Regions from separate parts of the Rattus norvegicus genome. Here region 2 is linked to region 1. Evidence: chromatin contacts called from public Hi-C data. All regions are on one chromosome and are shown on one strand. Each heading gives the region's core, a stretch centred on a gene start, on an enhancer-like site or on the middle of the called end of the contact. The rest is flanking DNA. Distances are from core to core; before and after follow the strand shown. Region 1 overlaps Shroom3 (shroom family member 3). Region 2 holds the start of Shroom3 (shroom family member 3).

Region 1 (4,806 bases), core at 1,596-4,095:
AGAATTCAAAAGACAATCTCTGATGTATTGGTTGGAATCTAGTCAGTAGAATTCCCAGAGGCAGACACTGGAATGGCAGTTGCCTGGGAAGACACCTAAAGGAAATGCAAAGATATTGGATAAAGAGCACAAACTCCAGTTAGAAGGTGAAAGAGGCCACATGTGGTGAAACCTGTGTTCTACGGTTGGGAGGAAGAAGCTTGGTAAGTTTGAGGCCACCCTTGACTATAGAGTGAATTTAAGGCCAACTGGGGTCAACTGGACTCTGTCTCCAAAAGGCAAACCAAGAAACCAAGACAAGGAAGTTCTGGGGATATGCTCCATACATAGCCTGGTGACTGTTGTCACTGATACTGTGTTATGTATTTACAATTTGTGGGGTAACTCTTAAGTGTCTTTACCACAAGGAAGCCTGGATGTACCCAGCAAGTACGTGCACATGCCCGTACACACACACACACACACACACACACACACACACACACGACACAAGGGTCACAGTGTGCAGTAGTGTGTGCACTGATTAATTTGATGGATTTTGATTGTTCATTACATAATGTGTACATCTATCAGATTACCCATCTTGAATATCTACACTTTCTTAGCAGAGAGTGCTGAGAATTGAATCTAATCTTCACTCGTGTTAAGAGCGTACGCTACTCCAGTGCGACATCCCCAACACCACTGCTATATACATTTTATTAGTTGTAAGTCACTAACGTTGGGGGAGGTGGGAGGCAGTGTATTTTACAAGGTGACTGAAGAAAGTAAACAGTATAGTCTACATGGTAACAAGGCAAACTTCTACTATTTATATTATTATTGTCCAACTCTAGGTAGACTTATGCATGTTTTGCCAGGTCAAGATTTAAGCGCCTATGAGATGACTCAGTGGGTCAAAGCATTTGCGACCGAGGTTTACAACCTGACTTTAATCTCTAGGACCTACCAGCCTAGACAATAGACTTCTGCAGGTGACACACAATAAATACATAAACAAATGTAATCAATTTCTTAAAAAGGGTTTAAATGAAGCACACCATCATCCCAAACATGGAGGCTGTGTTTTCAGACAGGTAGAAAGGCTCAGAACAACGGGACCCATTCCTTCTTTCTAGAAAAGAGTTGAAGGTTTAAGTCACCTTCGTAAGAACCTCCCGCTTGAGAGCAGTGGTGCTGGCAGAGAGTGATCACGGTGCTCACACTCCTGAGGTGTCTGACGGGATCGTGAAGTGTCCCAAAGGGACGGGTTCCACGCTGGTAGCCTACAGGTTTCTAGATGTGCTGTCTAATGTCTGATGATGGCACGCCATTTGAGTTCTTTCTAGCAGAATCTTTGCCAGTTGTGTTTAATTTGGCATAAAATGTTGAACTCGGTCCTTGCTGCTATGTGACCCTCTAAGCTTCAATCACCTCATTTATTCAATAAAATACAATATCTCCTTCCTCATAAAGACATTATACTGACTGTGATAGATAAAGTTAACATGCAAAGAATGTGGGCTAGGGGCTGGGGATTTAGCTCAGTGGTAGAGCGCTTACCCAGGAAGCGCAAGGCCCTGGGTTCAGTCCCCAGCTCCGGGGAAAAAAAAGAAACCAAAAAAAAAAAAAAAGGAATGTGGGCTCAACTGGGCCAGAGAGTCACATGGTACTGTCACATGGTCACTTATGTGGCTGCCTCCTTATCCAGAAGCTCCTACTTCAGTCCCTCGGTGAATTTATTCTGGTTTAGGGGCCTGTGATTTGCTTATGGGCCTAAAGTTCGTGCTGGACATTTCAGAGCTTGTGGGATTTAGGAGTATAAAGTCCCATTATATAAGCCCAGAAGCCACTGGGCACTAACCACCATGGCCAAGTGCTAATTCATTTCAAGATGGACACTTCTAATTGGATGGGAATCAATATACTTCATCCCTACAGCAATACTGAAGAGGAAGTGGTGACCTCTGCCTGTAGGAGCTGCTGTGTGTGGTGGCATCTATTCTGATGACCAGATGCTATACCCGCCCATTAGACTTCAAGGCCTTTCCCCTCTGGGGCCCCAGGGGATCACACTGTCCCCCACACTCCCTTTTCCAGTTTCAATCCTCACCACCAAATCCCCTCTCTGACTGACACATTCTTTCTTTAGATATGTTAATGAAATCGATAAGGTTACAGGCAGTCTTGCACTCGCCACAACGGGTGTGGGAAACGTTTTTGTCTCTGGGGTGACCGTTGAATGCATCCAAGCTCATCCATTTTGTATCCATGTTTAGCGTAAAGTCTCAGTGTTAGAGGAAAGGAGCCTGCCTCACCTCTCTCACAGGCAAGCTGCAGGAGGCAAGAAAGGGTGTTTTTCTCCCCTACCTCCAGATCTACTGCAAGCCGCTGTGGTGGACCGGCAGCTTTCTCCTTCAGTCCAGCCTTCATATCCAGGCCTCAACCTGAGAATTTGTTTCTCTCTATTTTGACAAAATGATTTGTAATAATTCATTTATTAGCTTGCTTTGCTTCCTAAGCGACTACTACTACTATTATTAATAATAATGTCACATGATTTTTCTAGAAACGTAACTGAGGGTGGCTATCTATGGCGGACAAATAACTTGTATAGTCAAAGTTTATGTACCTGCCTCCTTTAAAGTTATTTTGAGTGGCTGAGGGTAACACCTGTGGGGTGGACACACAAAAATTCCAAGGGCAATGGTGTTTATGTGAGTTTCAGGGTGACTGAGAACAGGCCGAAGTATAAAACACCTTCTTAAAAGACTTCAGTGACAAGAGACATGCAAAGTCCCCAGCGAGCCGCAGGTCAGAGATCTTGGGATTTCTGCTGACCCATGAAGAGGGCGGGGCTTAGCCTTTCTTGGGAGCCAAAGGGCAGTCAGTGTAGAGGCTTCAGGGACAGAGAATGCTCTGGTGCTTGCGGGCCACCGCCTACAGCTGGTGGTGGATGATGGGGGTGATGGGGGTGATATGATAAGCTAAAAGAGGCTTTGCAAGAGTAAAGTAAACAGCTCCCGGCTGGGGAGACCCTTGTGGAATGTGAAGAGCTGGAGCCCAAACAGAGAGTGTTAATTTGGGTGAGGCACACAGTGAGAGTCAACACTGCAAGTCCCATCTGAAATCAACACACACTTTATTTGGCAGACATGTGTAAAATACTTGTCTGAGGGCCAGGTGACCTTCAGAAGGAAACTGGTAGATAAGAGGAAAAGATCTTCAGATTTAATTGAACTGTATATGGTGCAAGATGCTTTATAAAAAAAATAAAAATAGATCTAAAGAAGTGACTCAGTGGTTAAGAGCACTGGCTGCTCTTCCAGAGGATCTGGTTGGTGTCCCAACACCCAGATGACAGGTCACAACTGTCTGTATGTAACTCCAGTCCTCCGGAGTCCAGCACCTTCTTCTGATCTCCTCAGGCACCAGGCATGCACAGAAATACATGCAGTAAAGCATGCATATACATAAAATAAAGTTTGCCAGCTATGGTGGTGCATGCCTTTAAGCCCCGCACTCCGGAAGCAGAGGCAGGTGGATCTCTGTGAGTTTACATCCAGCCTGGTCTATGGAGTGAGCTCCAGGACAGACAGACACATAGAGAGACCCTGTTTCAAAGAAACAGTAATAATAATAACAGTAACAATAGTAATGATAAATATTTTTAAAACAACCCCCCCAAAAGATTTAATTTTATTGTTCGCTTTATGTTGTGTTATATTTTTGTGTGTGTGTGTGTGTGTGTGTGTGTGTGTGTGTGTGGTGGGGTGTTCATGTTCAATATGCAAGAGGCCAGAAGAGAGTGTCAGACTATCTGGACTAAATTACAGGTGGCTATCAGCCACCCAGTGTGGGAACTAAGAGGGTGACCTGTACCTCCAACATATACGGCTGCATTCTATCTGAAGATGTCAAGTGACTGATGTGTTTCAGTCAGCGCTGTTTGAGCGTGGGTCCGGTCCCCTTTCAGAATTGGACAGTCAGAGACAGGAGGATCCCTGGGGGATGCTGGCCAGTCAATCTAGCCAATCAACCAGCGACAGGTCGGGCAAGAAGCTCTGGCTCACAAAATGAGGTGGATGGGTCAGGAAGATCCATGGCCACCGGGTGAAGGTGCTGCAGGAGCCAGGAGATCGAGGTTCGATCCTTAGAACCCACGCCGTGGTAGAAGGACCCTCTACACATGCCGTAGCAGCTCCTGTTGTCAACCTTTGACCTCTGCCCGCACTTGCACACATATGCAAGCACGGCCTACATGAGTACACATGCACATATATGCACACCAGAGATTCACTTTTTAAAAGATACTACTTTTGACAAATAGTATTCTGTTCTTAAACTTGGTGAACACAGACACACACTTGTTAGTTAAGCAATTTATATTTGGTATGTAAGAAAAAGCTAAGTACTTTCTATGGTAACTGTCTTGTTCGTTTTTATCTTATTATTTATCTATTTTGGTAACTGTTTTGTCTCTTTTTTAATACATAGCACTGGCTGTTGTTCTAGAACTCACTCTGTAGACCAGGCTGGCATTGAACTCACAGAGATCCGCCTGTTTTTGATTCCCAAGTTCTGGGATAAATGACATATGCCACCACATCTGGCTTTTTGCTAACTGTTTTGTCTGAGTTCTTGTTGTGTGTTCGTTTGTATGTTTACTTGTTTGAGGCACGGTCTCACTGTGTAGCCCAGGCTGTCCTGAAACTTGCTATATAGACCAGGCTGGCCTCAAATTGCCAGAGATCCATCCACCTGCCTCTGCTTCCCAAACGCTGGGCTTAAAGATATGCTACCACACTCTCTGTGCTTTTGACGAGG
Region 2 (4,806 bases), core at 1,531-4,030, 110 kb before region 1:
ACATGTTACTACTTGCCTACTACCTAGCTAGAAATGGGGTCCCTGCTTCATACAATCAACTAGCTGACCTGTAAGCTTCCTAGCTGACTTACTAGCTTCCGGGTTCTCCATCACCATCTTCGGTCTTCCAGTGGGAGAACAGGGGTCACGGACATGGTACCACTGTGGCTGGCTTTTACGAGGGTTCTGGGTCTTAGAACTCACTTGCACAGCAGTGCTTAACCTATTGAGCCCACCCTACTATTTTTTCTTTTTGAAACATAATATTGCTATGTTACTAACGATTAGTACTCACGATTCTCCAGCCTCAGCCTCCAGCTTAGGTAGGACTACGAACACTCACCACCAGGCCAGGATTTCCTTTTATTCTTTGTTTACAAGTTAAGCTGCAAACAGAAGAATCAATAAAAAACAGCCTACGTTACCCCTAAGGATCAACTCGCATTTACCACTTTCATTTGGCATTCCCATGTTTCCATTAGAAGATTATCATTATATAAAAATGATATTTTCCCCTGGCATTGGGCCCTTTGGGCAGAGCTATTACTCAAATGAAACAATGCAGGCCTTGGGGTTGGGGATTTGGCTCAGTGGCAGAGCGCTTGCCTAGGAAGCGCAAGGCCCTGGGTTCAGTCCCCAGCTCAGAAAAAAAGAACCAAAAAAAAAAAAAACAAAAAACAAAAAAAAAAAAAAACCAAACAATGCAGGCCTTGTGCTTATATATTAAATGTTAGCTTTTTTAGTAGGGTCTCATGTGCCCCGGCTACCCCGAACCTTACGACTTTGACCTTCAGATGCTGCTGATGTGCTGCTAAGTAGAGCTTCTTGTACGCTTCAAGCAAGCACGCTAACAACTGAGCTACACTCCCCCCACGCCAGCCTTAGCATCACGGTTGTTGTAGCTCATGTATTTATTTATTGTGAGCGTGTGCATGTGTATGTATGATGTGGGTGTATGCATGCATGAGTCTGAACGCACTTGTGTCATGGTGTGCAGAAGATAACTTTGGGGATTCAGTTCTAGCTGCTCACCTTGATGTGGGGTCTTCTGTTGTTTCTGGGGCTGGGCTGTGTACTCTAGGCTATGTGGACATGAAACCTCCAGGCCATTCTACTGCCTGAGCCTCCTGTCTAGATGTAGGGGTGTTGGGATTCCAGATGGGCACCCCTGCATTTGGCTTTTTATGAAGGCTCTTGGAACCGAGCCCTAGTAGTTAGGCTTGTCGAGTGTGTGAGCTGTTCAGATGGCTCAATATTGCACTGTCCCAATCCCAGTTTTATTTGCTCTGTAGTATCTATGTTTTATTATTTATGAATAAAAACGCTGACATCAAATTTTTATCGCATTTCTATAATTTTAAACTGCAGTTCCGAAAAAATAAAATTCATCTCATCACAAATTTAAGTAGAAAAACTTTGGGTAAGCATATTCCTTGAAAAGAATTCTAATTTGTTCCAATAATCTCAGCGAATTCTGGGCAGGACAAATAGCCGCTCAAACTCTGATTGGAAAGCAATGTTAAGTGTTATATGCTATACAGTATTATTACAAAGTTACACTGACAACCCATAGTAACATCGAGCCATGGGTCCCTAGTGCTTAACAGCAGGTATCAAGTAATCTTGGGGTAGACCACAGTTAAAGGCAGAAAACGCCTTCCTCATTTTGCATAGCAAAGCAGTTTGTCTGGAGAAGCTGATCTTATGCTGCATGTGGTATTCTCTGCTAATGAAATCAATAAAGCCCTTGACACTTGAAAGTTCGCCCAACCTGCTTAGGCGCAGCTTCTCAGACTCAGCGGCCCAGCAGCAGAAGTGCCTGGAGGGATTTTCAAAATACCAACGCTTGCCTGAAGTTCTGCTTTAATTAGTGAGAGGCGGGGCTCTTCTGGTAACTATTTCTAGCCGTCTGCCCTGCATTTTCAGTTTCCTCGTTGTTATCCGCTGTAGGCCGCCTCTGATTGCCAGGTCTTTGTGGCTGAATTCTACAGAGCTCGCTCCTCTGCCACCCCGCACTCTCACCCCGGGCCGCTGCAGAGGGACCCACCATCGCTAAAAATGCCAAAGAAAAGAAGCGCATTGCCTCGCTGAGATTTGGGGGTGACTTCCTCCAGACACTAAGAATTTCCGCGCTCTAACCCATGTCTTTTCCTCTTGCAAACCTCCTCCAATCCGAGAAGCAAACGTTAAACTAAATGCCTGACAAAAATGGGTACAAAGTTTTCGCTCAGCCTTGCCGCCCCCCGCCCGGGGGACAGGATCGAAAATTCCGAGGGCAACAAGAGCACCGCTAGCGCCTGCTTTCTTTAAATGCAGCTTCTGCGGAGGGCGGACGCTATTGTCATGGTAAATTCCACTCGCTCAGGAAGAAAGGGTTGGTGATCAATCAAAAAAAAAGAGGTATTTCTTTGCGGCTCTGTCGCTTTCTTCCCAGACCCGGGTGAAAGGCTTTTTTACTGTTCTCGGTTAAAAAAACAGAAACACAGACAAGGCTTTGGCGCGTGTGCGAGCCGAAAGCAGTCTGCGGGAACCCTGGAGGACGTCGGTGCGAACGCTGTGGGCAGACCCCACTGGGGACTTCTGCGAGAGCCCCGAATTCCAGAGGGTGTAGTGGGAGAAGCATCTCCGGAGAGCCGGGAGCTTCGCCGCCGCCCGGACTGCGTTTCTCCTAGCCTGCGGGTAGCTTGCAGGACGGTCTAACCCAGCAGGGGAGCTCCGCTAGCCTCCATCTGGGTCAGACACTTTAAACAGAAGCCGACTTGACCATGTGTCTGGCGCGATGAGGACCCCCGAGAACTTGGAGGAGCCTAGCGCCACTCCAAACTCCAGCAGGACCCCCAAGGAGAGATACGTTTATCTGGAAGCGCTCCTAGAGGGAGGGGCTCCCTGGGGCTTCACCCTGAAAGGTGGCCTGGAGCATGGAGAACCATTAATTATTTCCAAGGTAAGTCTATCGTCTGCAACCAACCTGTGTTTTGTTTGCAGCTTTTAAAGTTGTGTCAGATTTGTCAAAAACTGAAAGAAAAGAAAAAAAGCCTGCTCGTTGCCTGAATTGCGCTTAAACCACCCAATTTGTTGACTCATGCCTTTCTGATTATCAGGAAATGTTTTTGGATGGCTTGGTGTTGGGAAGAAAAGTGTTTCTAGTTCATTCATTCTGTGAAATCCTCAGGAAAATGTGCTCAATTGGTGGCTAATCTTCTCTTTTTGTGTATGAAATGCAAGATCAGTTCCCACATGAGCCTTCCGTTATAAATCAGATTAAAGATCATCAGCAGCAAAAGGTCATGACATAGCACACGGTCCAGGTCAGAAAAATCTTGCCCTGCAACCGAGAATACCCAGCTTTAAAATTACTTTACATGTTCTATTAAATTAGATCATTAGCCCGGGTGTACAGGCCCCCAAACTCAGCAGGGGGGACACGGAGACAAGATTTTTCAGTAAGGAGCAAGTTAGCAAGACCGTCTCAAAATCCAAACCAACTGAACAAACAAATAATTTTGATCGCTTTGTATACAGAAGGATTTAAAGTGGTGTTAGTATGGACAAAACGCCCCATCTGTCACTCTCTTTATTATTTGTCTGATTTTTTAAAAACCATGTGATTATGCAATATGACTCAATCTTCATTGATCTTTTGGTGCTTTTAAAAATATTTGTTTGTTTAATATATATGAGTGTCTATCTTCCTGCACACCAGAAGAGCGAATCAAATCCCATTACAGATGGTTGTGAGCCACCATGTGGGTGCTGGGAGTTGAACTCAGGACCTTTGCAAGAGCAGCCAGTGCTCTCAAACGCTGAGCCATCTCTCCAGCCCATATTTTTTCCTTTTAGAGTTAGTTTTCTTACTTTTCTCTGAAACAGCAGACTTTCAAATTATTTGTTATAATATTTATTTTGAAACCACAGACTAGTAACAGTTGAGGACAATAGAATATTTCAAGGCTTTCAGGCAATGGCATCCCCAAGAAAACATTTGTAACTGAGGGAGGAATTCTTTTGAGTTTGAGGGTAGAGAAAGAAATACTAGGTGTTGAATTTGAAGTCTGTTATCTGGTAAGGTTGCTTTTTACAGATACACACACACACACACACACACACACACACACACACACACACACACACATTCACACACACCCTCACCACCCCCACCCCCAACATGTGTTTTGAGGAAGAACAGAGAAATCTTAAGGTGGACAAGCCAGGAGGAATTGGAAGTGACAGTAGTTGGCCACCAAATATGCCAGACATCCTGCAGGCTGTGTGCTTTCTTAAGGAAAACAGAGGAGACCTGTATATGTATCCACTAGAAAAGATTTCATTTATTGAAAAACCAAAGCCCTGAAACCAGAGCCCTTAGTAAACGAAGGCTTGTTTTCCTTAGGGCTACAAGAAATCCAGACAGAGGTCAGCTGTTGGGGGGAACAACAGCTTCATCCAGTCATGGATTCCATGTAGATCTTCCATTAGCCTTTCTTATTTGTGGTCCTTTGTCCTCATGGTTGTAGGGTGGGTGCTGTACCTCCGCCCGTGTGTCTTCATTCCAGGCAGGGTGGGAGGTTTTTGCTTTTCAGACTTTTGCTTCTTTCTCATTGGCCAGAACTGTGCTGTATCTTGTAGAGAGCAAAGGAAATTAATGACCATGACCTAGACCAGCTAGGGTTTCTCTCATGAATTCTGAATAGGGGCCTAGCCTTCTAGAAGTCAAGGATTCTTTGGTACTATTTGAGAGGGGGAAAAATTGGTTCTTTCTATGAATGAGGTAGAGTTAACTGTTGGATAAACAACCAAGAAAGCATG

What was found. Hi-C and Micro-C count contacts between places; a contact is called where the count stands out from the background.
Region 2: a Hi-C map of liver shows a contact between it and region 1, with 3 times the contacts expected there. The contact joins the promoter of Shroom3 here to the enhancer-like site in region 1. A contact is called at or near these places in 2 of 12 Hi-C or Micro-C datasets (hepatocytes and liver).

Annotation. Positions count from the first base shown.
Region 1 is chr14:15,566,875-15,571,680 of GRCr8, reverse strand. All of the region lies in intron 2 of Shroom3 (shroom family member 3), which reads left to right. Among named protein-coding and RNA genes, the nearest start is that of Shroom3, 110 kb to the left of the region's middle. Within about 2 kb of position 2,845, at least 3 of the 93 cell types and tissues checked have an H3K27ac peak or open chromatin away from gene starts, as enhancers often do. A contact at or near this core is called in liver, where this site is marked.
Region 2 is chr14:15,678,237-15,683,042 of GRCr8, reverse strand. Shroom3 (shroom family member 3) reads left to right here and starts at 2,780. Exons shown (of 11, transcript NM_001100889.1): 1 at 2,780-2,944. The coding sequence starts at 2,780.